2 separate regions of the Capsicum annuum genome follow, and region 2 is linked to region 1. Evidence: chromatin contacts called from public Hi-C data. All regions are on one chromosome and are shown on one strand. The core of a region is the stretch at or near the end of the contact, and the rest is flanking DNA. Distances in the headings are between cores, read along the strand shown.

Evidence for each region. Hi-C and Micro-C count contacts between places; a contact is called where the count stands out from the background.
Region 2: a contact with region 1 is called in a Hi-C map of leaf, with 1.8 times the contacts expected there. The contact joins the promoter of LOC107847344 here to the enhancer-like site in region 1. A contact is called at or near these places in 2 of 5 Hi-C or Micro-C datasets (leaf and placenta).

The regions. Positions count from the first base shown.
Region 1 is chr1:224,211,211-224,216,344 of UCD10Xv1.1, forward strand. It overlaps the pseudogene LOC107861272 and LOC107847555. Among protein-coding and RNA genes, the nearest start is that of LOC107847344, 78 kb to the right of the region's middle. Within about 2 kb of position 2,376, at least 2 of the 5 cell types and tissues checked have an H3K27ac peak or open chromatin away from gene starts, as enhancers often do. A contact at or near this core is called in leaf, where this site is marked.
Region 2 is chr1:224,288,675-224,293,808 of UCD10Xv1.1, forward strand. It overlaps LOC107847344 (formin-like protein 2), which reads left to right and starts at 3,081. Exons shown (of 4, transcript XM_016691537.2): 1 at 3,081-4,415; 2 at 4,806-5,005. The coding sequence starts at 3,199.

The DNA of each region.
Region 1 (5,134 bases), core at 1,126-3,625:
TTTCTTATTGTCTCTAAAAAAGAGTCACCATGAATTCATCCAACCCGGGCACCAACTACCATTGGAGTATTCTTTCTATTACTCGTTCCAGCATCGCTCCGGAGTATGAGTATAGGACTGGAGGTAAATGAATTCAGCAGAGGCATCCCCAAATCACAGTTGTGGCTAGCCGTTATAGTTGGTTCATTTGGTGTATGGATCAGATGATTCTTAGCACGACTAACAATATATCAGCAGTTTGCAGTAGTTTCCACCTTGAACAAAGCAGTGAGTATACATATACTTTGCTTTACCTAAATGCTTCATGTCATAATGTGCTATGTGATAGATGCTTGTAGTATTTTTGCCTAACTATCAAAGTGTTATGTTGTTGATTATTTCGTAAAATTTGTGCTTAATTTGTAAAACTGAAGAAAATAATAGAAACAAAACATAACTGTTGAATGATGTAACTAAATATCTTTTTATGAGTCTAGCCACATTAAAAGTACTTTAAAAAAGGATAAATGTCATTACTTTGCCAGAATAGCTCAATCTAATGTAATTGTGTATCTCCTAAACTTGTGAACACAAATATTTGAGGTGAGTCAGTAATAATATATTAGGTGTAAAAAAATTTGTATCAGGTAATTTTATGTGTTGTATCTTACCTAAGATCTCTTTGTAGACGATGTTTTTGGTGTATGTTCTTTTTTTCCGCTTTGGCTGCTCCGTCATAACCAAAACCTTTGTCGATGACATAAATATTCCCCTTGAGAGGGCAACGTATAACTGTCCATGTGAAAAAATGTGTTGTGGCAAGTACAATCCAACAATTGGTATTGTCTGTCCCTGGGCTTTGTTTATCGTCATTGAAAAGCATAGTCGCACTGGAAATTATTTTCTAATGAATTTGAATGGGTAACCTTCATTTTCGGGAGGTGATAGCTGGATTCGTGGGATAAACACATGTTTGAAAGCATTTTGCCCAATCATTATTCCTGCATGTATGACATTCTTATCAAAACCTCTACATATCATTCTTGTGCCATTACATAAGCCATTGGAAGCATCCAAATTTCTTAGTAACATGATAGGTACATTTTTTTTCAAAACCAAGCTGCAAACCAATAAAATGTTGTTAAAATGATACTGTAAAGAAATTGAATAATAAGTTTTCAATCAAATGTGCTAATATAAAGATCATATAATTAATAGAACTATAGCTATATGTTTAGAGTATCTTTCAACACGTTAATATTTTTTTCTTGAAATTTATGTAGAATGTTATTTAGTTACAATATGTAATTGTCAGAATTACGTGAATTGTGAGCTACATTCACTGAGAGATATGTAAATTCCCTTGAATGTTTTATGAATGAATAGGTTACTTATCGTTTTCAGTAATATATAATACTCATACATAAACTTATTTCATATGAAACTCTTTTTCCCACTCTTAAACATATTTGTTTCATTCTCGACAGTTTGTTAAAAAGCTAAAGTCTGAGCCACCTACAAAGGAGATGGAGCTTCAATTGATGCGAGAAATTGCAGTTGAAGTATTGGTGAATGTTGTTTGTATAATAGAGAAAGGTGATGAGACATTGTTACTTGGTGTTTATAAAGAAATTGGCAAGGATTTACATACTGATGCTACCGGTATTGGTTCACTTAAGATCATTGGTTCAATGCATTTGTTACTTGTTGGCTATGTGTCATTCTCCTCGTTATAATAGAGCTCATGCTATTGCTCTTGGTGCTTTTTTTTGGTCTGCTATCACTTTCCTAGTTATCCTCTCTTCGTACTTCACCGATGTCCATTGTGTAATCTCTCTTTATTTGATGTTTAATTAGTGAAATGATTTGATACCCACTTGGTGATTCTTGAATTTGGTTTGTTTTTGGTGTTTTCTTGATTAATTTTTTGGGTGTATGTAGGGGGTTTCTTGGTTTGGTTGTATAGATTTGTGATAGTTCATGTTTTGTTACTATTTGTTTGTTATTATCCATGAGCGAGGGTCTGTTGGAAGCAACATCTCTACCTTCCAAGATCTTATTTTGTAGGACACACTGGGTTGTTGATGTTGGAAAGTTTGTGGGGAGGGGTAAATGTGGGGTGTAAGAGTTTCTAAGCTTGGAGTGTTTGATAACATGATATTAATTGGATGTTTATTAGTAAGAGCTAAAGTCGACTTGACTGTTGAAATTAAGAAGAGATGCTTAAGAGACCTGAAAATGGGGAATTCAAAAAATACAGTGGGGTTCTTGCAGTCTGGTATAGTTGGGAAACAGAAGTGTGATCAGATTGCAGTAAAATTAGGGGAATTGCAGAAATGAACTTCATTTTATATAGGAATGAAAAGTTTGATAAAACGTTTTCATTTGGGCGCGTTTGGGGGTTGGGAAGGTGAGAAGGCTGTAAAGGACTCTCTTGCTTTCCTTTTAATGGCTTGAATTTTTTTTCTACTTCTGATGAGTAGCCATTAAGAATTTATACTTCTGAATATTAAATATCTTTGTTGAAGTACCACGTAAAATTCAACCAAATTATATTTCAAGTGTGGATTTGTTATATGTTAGTTATCATTAAGGAATGGTTTAAATTATATACTGATCTGAATTTATATAATCATTTATTTGTTGTTTTGGTCAAGCATTTGCGCTTCTGTCTGTGTCAATCTACTTGTTTGTCTGGGCTTGTGGAAAATAAGTTCACTTAGACTCTTGGGACGTAACTTATCAGTCAGTCCTAAAGTTTGTTATTGCTTTTCGCTTCATATGATATATGATGCACATTTGCAAATTGACATAGTAGGGAACAACCAGGTTTAATTCATTGCGGATGACTATCACTTTGTTAATCTTCAAATGATTATATTGTAACGGCCTGAGTCTGTACCTCAGACGCTACATGGGTACCTCAGACGCTACATGGTGCTCATAATCCCAAAGAACCACAAGCTAACCCATGACTGATACCTGCTGCAATAGCTGAATAATAATACTGTGAATATGCAGAAATTAGGCAAAAACTTGCCATAAGGTTCAATACTGAAATAAAACTGAATATGGTATAGCAATACCAAATCTGAAACATCTGTCTGAAAATACTCTAGTCTGAAAAGCTTCTAAACTGTCTGAAATGTGGAGTTGATGGGACAAGTCCCCTACTAACACCGACTATTGAAATAAACTGAAATGGTAAAATTATAATTATGTCCTCGAACTATGAGGACTCACCACTAACTCTGACTACTGAAGATCTGAACTGCTAAGGGTGCTCGGGAGCTCGTGCGACTAAACCTATGACATAAAACATCATAGAGCAAGAGAAAAGTATGTGTTAGTACTATGAATGTACTGGTAGGCTGAAATACATGGGTTCATATGCATGAATAATACTGACTGAATGACATGAGTATAACTGGATGAGAGTACATGTATGAATACGTAACTGTAATTGAGATCGTGATAAAATTGAATACTGAGTCTGAATACTAATTAACTGATATCTAAGTATACTGATACTGAATTACTGATAACTAAATGACTGTATCTGATAGTCCTGATTCTATAGAACTATACTGAGTTTCGTACTGAGCTGAGTGACTGTGTCTAACAGTCTTGAATCTGTAGAACTGAATTGAGTTCTATTCTGAGACTGAATCTAAAACTGAGACTGTAGGAGGTAATTATCTAACCGACATGCCCCTTTCTACATTGATTGGGGTCCAACCTGTAACCCCAGTTGGAAGGGTGTCAATACCGTGCCACGGGTAAAGACAAGCTGTGAGTTAACCCTCTCTAACAGGAAGCTCTTTCATCAACCCTCGCTGGCAGGAAAACTCGAATGAGATGTATCAACCCTCATAAATCTGGCAGGAAGATATCTCAACCTACAATGGCTACGTAGTTCTGTAATGCAGGGATTGCTACAAGGGTCAAACCCTCTGCTGGCAGGAATGCTCCTATCCCTGGGTTAACTCTGTGCTGAATCCTACTCCCATCTGAATAGACACTAAACTGATTTCCTAGTTCATACTAGACTTAAATGGACTGTTACTAATTATACTGTCTAACTGAACTGAGTTAACTGAGTTTCGTTGACTGACGAAATACTAATGAATTCTATTAACTGACTTAATTTACTGAGGTCTGAATTGAATACTGGACTGGACTGAACTGATACAGAGTCTACTGAGTTTTCCTGAGTCATGTAATTGACTGAGAGTACTACTGATCGTGACATAACATAGATTATTCAGTATCTGACACTGGCTCAAGGTAAACAGCTAAATTGTCAGGTATTAAATACCTCCAGGACTCAATAGCATGAAAAGTAAAGCATCACATGATCTTGCATAGCATAAAATGCACACTTGTTCATAATGTATCTAGAGAGACATTTTATCAAACACTTGCATGGTATAACTTGCACATAAGCTAGCATGACATGATTTCTTTCCCTTATTAGTTCACATGAACAATTCATCAAGCACTTGGTGAGCATAATATATGCACATAATAAGAGGGCATCATGATTCACTTTCAATTTCACAATTTCAAGGGGTTTAACATGGATTCATACGAATCTACACACATAATAATCAATTCCACATGAAACGTATAATAAATCATGAAATAGAAATCTAATTCAAATAATAATCATGAATACACCTTAATTCCAATCAAGAAAGTCATAAATTCCAACTACTTGAAGTTTAAAAGAGTTTCTTGGACTCCAAGGGTGGAAAGAACCCTTGGATGAACACTTCACATACCTTAGTTGGTGAATTCTAGAAGAATAATAGTGGAAACCTTGAGTTTTGGATCTTGAATGTGATGAACTAGGGTTTGTTCTTGATAAATTCTAGAGTGAATGGGTATATTTTGCCACTTAGATGGTTTAATGATATGTTTTAAGGGATGATATAAGGTGGGAAAAGACCTATTTACCCCTCTAAACGCGGGTTTAAAAGATTGAAAGTTAAACTATTGATGCGCAAGACAACGTGTTGTGTCGTTGGCATTGATGCGATGACCAACGCGCCATGTCGAGTCCACGTCGGTTCACTGAAAATTGTCATTGGAAGCCAAGGAAAAAATTGATCGACGCGTCGCGCCGATACACTATTTTGGATTCCTAAACGTG
Region 2 (5,134 bases), core at 1,831-4,330, 78 kb after region 1:
TTCGAGCTATGTATGATGGGCAGCCGAATGTATGAGTATATTTCTAAAATTCGAGAGAGAGAAAACTAGAAGGGATTTTATGTAATTAGTTTCAATAGGTAGGGGATATATGTTGTTTACACTTTAAAAAAAAAAAGGCCCAAAATTTGAAAAGGTGGACAACTTTAGTCAGTTGGCTAAATTTATTTCCCTCTTTTAGCCATTTGCCCAGTCGGCCACATGCAGCTTCTATTCCCAGTTGATACACTTTTATATCATATTGATACACTTTTATACTATATTGATACACTTTTTAAAAAAGAAAGAGGGGGTCCTATATTCAATTGATACTCTTTTATACCACATTGATACACTTTTAAAACAAGATATAAGGGGAATTTATGCATATGCAGTGTCCATATATCCAATTGGTATTCTTTTATACTAGATTGATACACTTTATACCACATTGATACACTTTTATATTACATTAATACACTTTAAAAAAAAAAGGGGGGGGGGGGGGGGGGGGGGACTAAGACAAATAATAATTTTTAAAAAATAGAAATGGTAAGTATATTTTTACTCTATAATTTGATATCAACAAATCTTTCTTTTGTTACACTTTTCTACCGGATAACCTACCTAAAAATTCTTATTTTGCTTCGAAATCCTCTGTTTAATTTTGAGGTTTTTGTCAAAAATGATGAAAAAATCAGGTTCATCGAATGAAAAAGCAAGCAAAAAAGTGGTGAAAGACAGAATCTTCAATATAAGCAAGCTGATTATTATGTGGTCTAGGATGAATCTTGTCACCATAACTACACATAAATTTGATCTTATAATTAGGGATTTGATTGGGATCTTCCCATGCTATCGAAATCAATTTCACGGAAACGGGGAGAAGAGTCACCGAATTCAGGGTAAGAAGTGTAGGTTCTCCATGTTTTGGGTTTAGTAGTTTGAGAGTGTATTTTATAGGTTAGACCATTTGAGAGAGTGAAGAAAATGGAGTGGGTTGAAGAAGAAGGGGGATTTTATAAAGCGGTGATTGTGAAAATGGTACACGGCTTATACTGATAGTGGCTATTTTGTGGGTATTTAATTGTGAATGTTATTTTTATGGTATTATTTTAGTTTTAGGTATTATTTTTGTCCTTTTCCCTTATCAAAATCAGTCTTTCCCAAACTCATAAAACCTTAGGCGAGTTGGACGGGTCATTTGGATTTGGACTAATTTTGCCACTCCTAGTTTTGATTATTTATGTTTCAAGTTTTGTTTTGAGCACACATACGTATGTCGATATTGCGATTGTAACTTAATAGGTATGGTTTGGGTTGAGACCTAAAAGGTTTGAGGATTCAAAACAAGTTTGAACCAAAAACACTTGTTGGTAACCCAATTGAGGCTCGCGATCGCAAGGGTTCATTTAAGCGAAGTCTTTGCAAACACAACATTCATTAGCTATTACTATCATCCACCATAACTATCAGTTGCCAGCAATTATTGGTGGCAACCACCCTCACCACTAATTACTACCCATAACACCAACATTAGGCAATGCCATCCACAACCACCATCATCAGTCAATCATCATATAATTTTTTCAAAATATTTTATTTATATATATAATTTTTTCAAAATATTTTATTTATGTAACATTTATTAATTTTTATTTATGTACATTAAGATATTGAAAGCCAAACCGCTTTAATTATTTAGTATTAAGATCTTAACACATCCTTAATATTCAAATACGTATTCAGATAGATATATATATGTATTTAAATTCAAACTGTTTCACTCTTAAAATGACCAAATGAGGCCTTTGTTCTATTAATCTTTATTGTACGTTCATCATTCTCTCTTTCCCATCTTTCTCCATCATTGATTAATCCAATTCCTCGAATAGTTGTTGCTAACATTACTCGTAAGTCGTATCGACAACCTTATTGACTTGCAAAGCATCTTGATTACATTTTCTTCATTTTTTAAGGGGAGCAAACTCAATACTAAAGTTGCTTCCATTGGTGGAGTTTTTCTCGTTGTTGACACTCTCGCTAATCCAATATAAATGAATTATTAACACTTTTCTCATGGTCTAAGATGAATGATGGAAGCGGTTCTGATAGGCGGGACAAAGCACTTTTAATGTTGATGAAAGAGGGGGAAATGCCTGGACTATAGATTTTTCAAAATTTAAGAATGTATGAATTTTTTTTTTTCCCAGAAATTGTCCTTCTTTTATTGGAGTTTTCAACTACTTTTAAATTATGAATATTGACTATCTTTACTTTTAAGAAGAGTTTGGAAAGAATCAAAAGGAAAATATTAACAAATTATTCGTTGATTAATGTCTTTAAATATATTTCTTTAGGGTGTTACAGTGTTACACTCCAATAATTCGATTATATTGGACTAGAGGTAATAGTGTTATTCTTGTCAATATTATCCGATCTTTTCTTCCAAATTGTGTGCAACAACATTCTCTTCTCATTCATGTCCTGTTCTTTAACATCGTTTATCTCACTCCTTGTGTGCATGTTGAAAAGTAATCAAATATACAGAAAATTCCAGTTGATGAGCAAGCAAGAACAGTGCTGCGGACTCTCATATGACAAAGACTCGACTTGAAGTAGTTGTCTCTCTACATAGAAATGTACGCTTGCACATAAGAACCCTGGATTGTGAGTAGGTTCGAATTTGGAATTCTGCCGCAACTCATTTGATTTAGTGGGTTCGAAATCTATGTTTATACTTCTTTAGCTAATTTTTAAGCATATATACATGGCCTGAGCCACAGTTATTGGGTTTGGACGAACCCACAACGAACACACTGCATCCGCCTCTGTGAAACATCCAGTATGTGAAATCCACTTGACCAACTGATTCAAGTTCCCAGCTAGGATGCATCATAAAGAAAAATTTCCTTACCAAGAATTTCTCCATTCTTAGGCTCAAATCGAAAACCTCTCAACTTCAACTCTTAACAAAGCTTCCCTACAAGCAACATCATCCAATAACACACCCCAACTACCTTACTTACTACAATTGCCATTTCATAAAAGAGCATGGCACTTATAGTTACATTCCCTTGTGTCTGCCTATGTAATTAATAGTGAGTCCCACTGTTATGAAGAGTCATTCCATCTCCATTCTGTGTGATAGTTTAAGAGACATTTCAATGAAAATTTTCCATTAACAAATCACAACTGACAATGCACTCTTCATTGTTTAGTCTTTGTCTAATCTTAACCTTCTTCCTTCTCTCCTCTGCCACTCATATTCACCACCATCGTCGGATTCTCCATCAACCGCTTCCTCCAACTTCAATCCCACCCGTTAATAAAACTAAACCTCCATTTCCTTCTCCTCCTTTTCATCCATTTTTCATATTTTTTCCTTCTCCTCCTCCTCCTTCTCCACCACCTTCGAATGATTTCGCCACTTTCCCTGCTAACATTTCCTCCCTCATTCTTCCACGCTCCTCGCATTCCTCTAATAAATCAATCACCAGCAAATTCATTGTCGTCCTCGTATCTGTTTCTATCCTCTCTGCTGCATTCGTCACTGCCCTAGTTCTTTTCTTCTTCCTTCATCATCACCATCCCCTCCACAAAGACAAAAGTTATGATGATGATCACGAGAGAACTGATACACTTCGTCTTGTCTCGCCTAATACAACCCCTTCTCACATTGAAATTGTCAAGAGAACGTCTACGTTTATGAGTTGTAGAGAAGTAAATACGGATGTTGCTCAATCTTCTACAGCCACAAATGACTGTTTCCAACTAAACTACCAAAGAATTGGATCACCAGAACTCCACCCGCTTCCTCCATTACCACGACGTCAATATTTCAAGCAACATCTTAAAATTGGACCATTTGAAAATGAAGATGATGAATTCTTCTCCCCCGGAGGATCCTCCTCTGGGGGTAGACGAAGTCCCAATTTCATACAAAGAAGTTTGCAATATCATTATCTGAATTCCAATTCGTCAAATGATTCATTATCCAATAGTCCTTCTAGAGAATTGAGTATGGTAAATTTTCCAGCACGACCGAGGTTTATTCTTCGGCCAATGGAACAGAGGTCAATGTCATCATCTTCACTATCTTCTGGTAGTACTCATAATTCCCCTGCTTCTCAAACAAGTTCCCTTCCGCAGAATCCCGAGTCTACTATGAGTAAATTCGTAAATCCTGGGAGGTATATAAGACAGCCACCGCCGCCACCACTGCCACCTCAAGTAGGTGAGCCATCAATGCCCGTTTCATTAGAGAGTGCTCATGACATTTGTGAATATTCAGAAGGTGTTGAAAGGAGGAATGAAGAATGTATGAAGCCAAAGCTGAAGCCTCTTCATTGGGATAAAGTTAGGGCCAGCTCAGATAGAGCAATGGTTTGGGATCAACTGAAATCTAGCTCTTTTCAGTAAGATTTATGTTTATCATTCTAAGTATTTATATAATGGCGAAGCCAGGATCGACTTATGAGTTCTGAAATCTAATGTATTCAAGTTTATGGGTTATACGTTAATAATCTATACGAGATTAATGGATTTTAAGACAAATACAAGATTTGAATCAACGTTACTAGGTTCAGTCGAACCCGCAGCTGACACTCTAGCTCAGCCCGCTTTGCCAGTATATCTTTTTATTTAGAGATATTAGTACTAAAATGAACTTGTTTGATCTTCTAAACGTTTTAATAGCTTAACATTGAGTATATCCTTGTTGTCAATAGATTTTAGTACATTGATACATATTTCCTAATCGAGATCAAAAAAACGTTTTCTGATTGTAATTCTTTTCTTTATTCTAGGTTAAATGAGGAGATGTTTGAAACACTATTCACTGTAAATGCTCCAAATTTGAATTCGAAAGAAGGGGTAAAACGTTCAATTATTCCTGTGATGAATCGAGAGAAGCAGTTGCTTGACCTAAAGAAGTCTCAGAACATAGCAATTTTGTTGAGAGCAGTTGAGATCACTAATGATGAAGTTTGTGAAGCACTGTTAGAAGGTAAACTGTTGGATTCTTGCTTTTAAACATTTTTAAGAATGCTATTAATATTTTTAAACTCTAATTATATTGCACTTAATCAGATAGCCTATTCAAATTATGATGACTTTTCCATTAAATGAAAAAAAT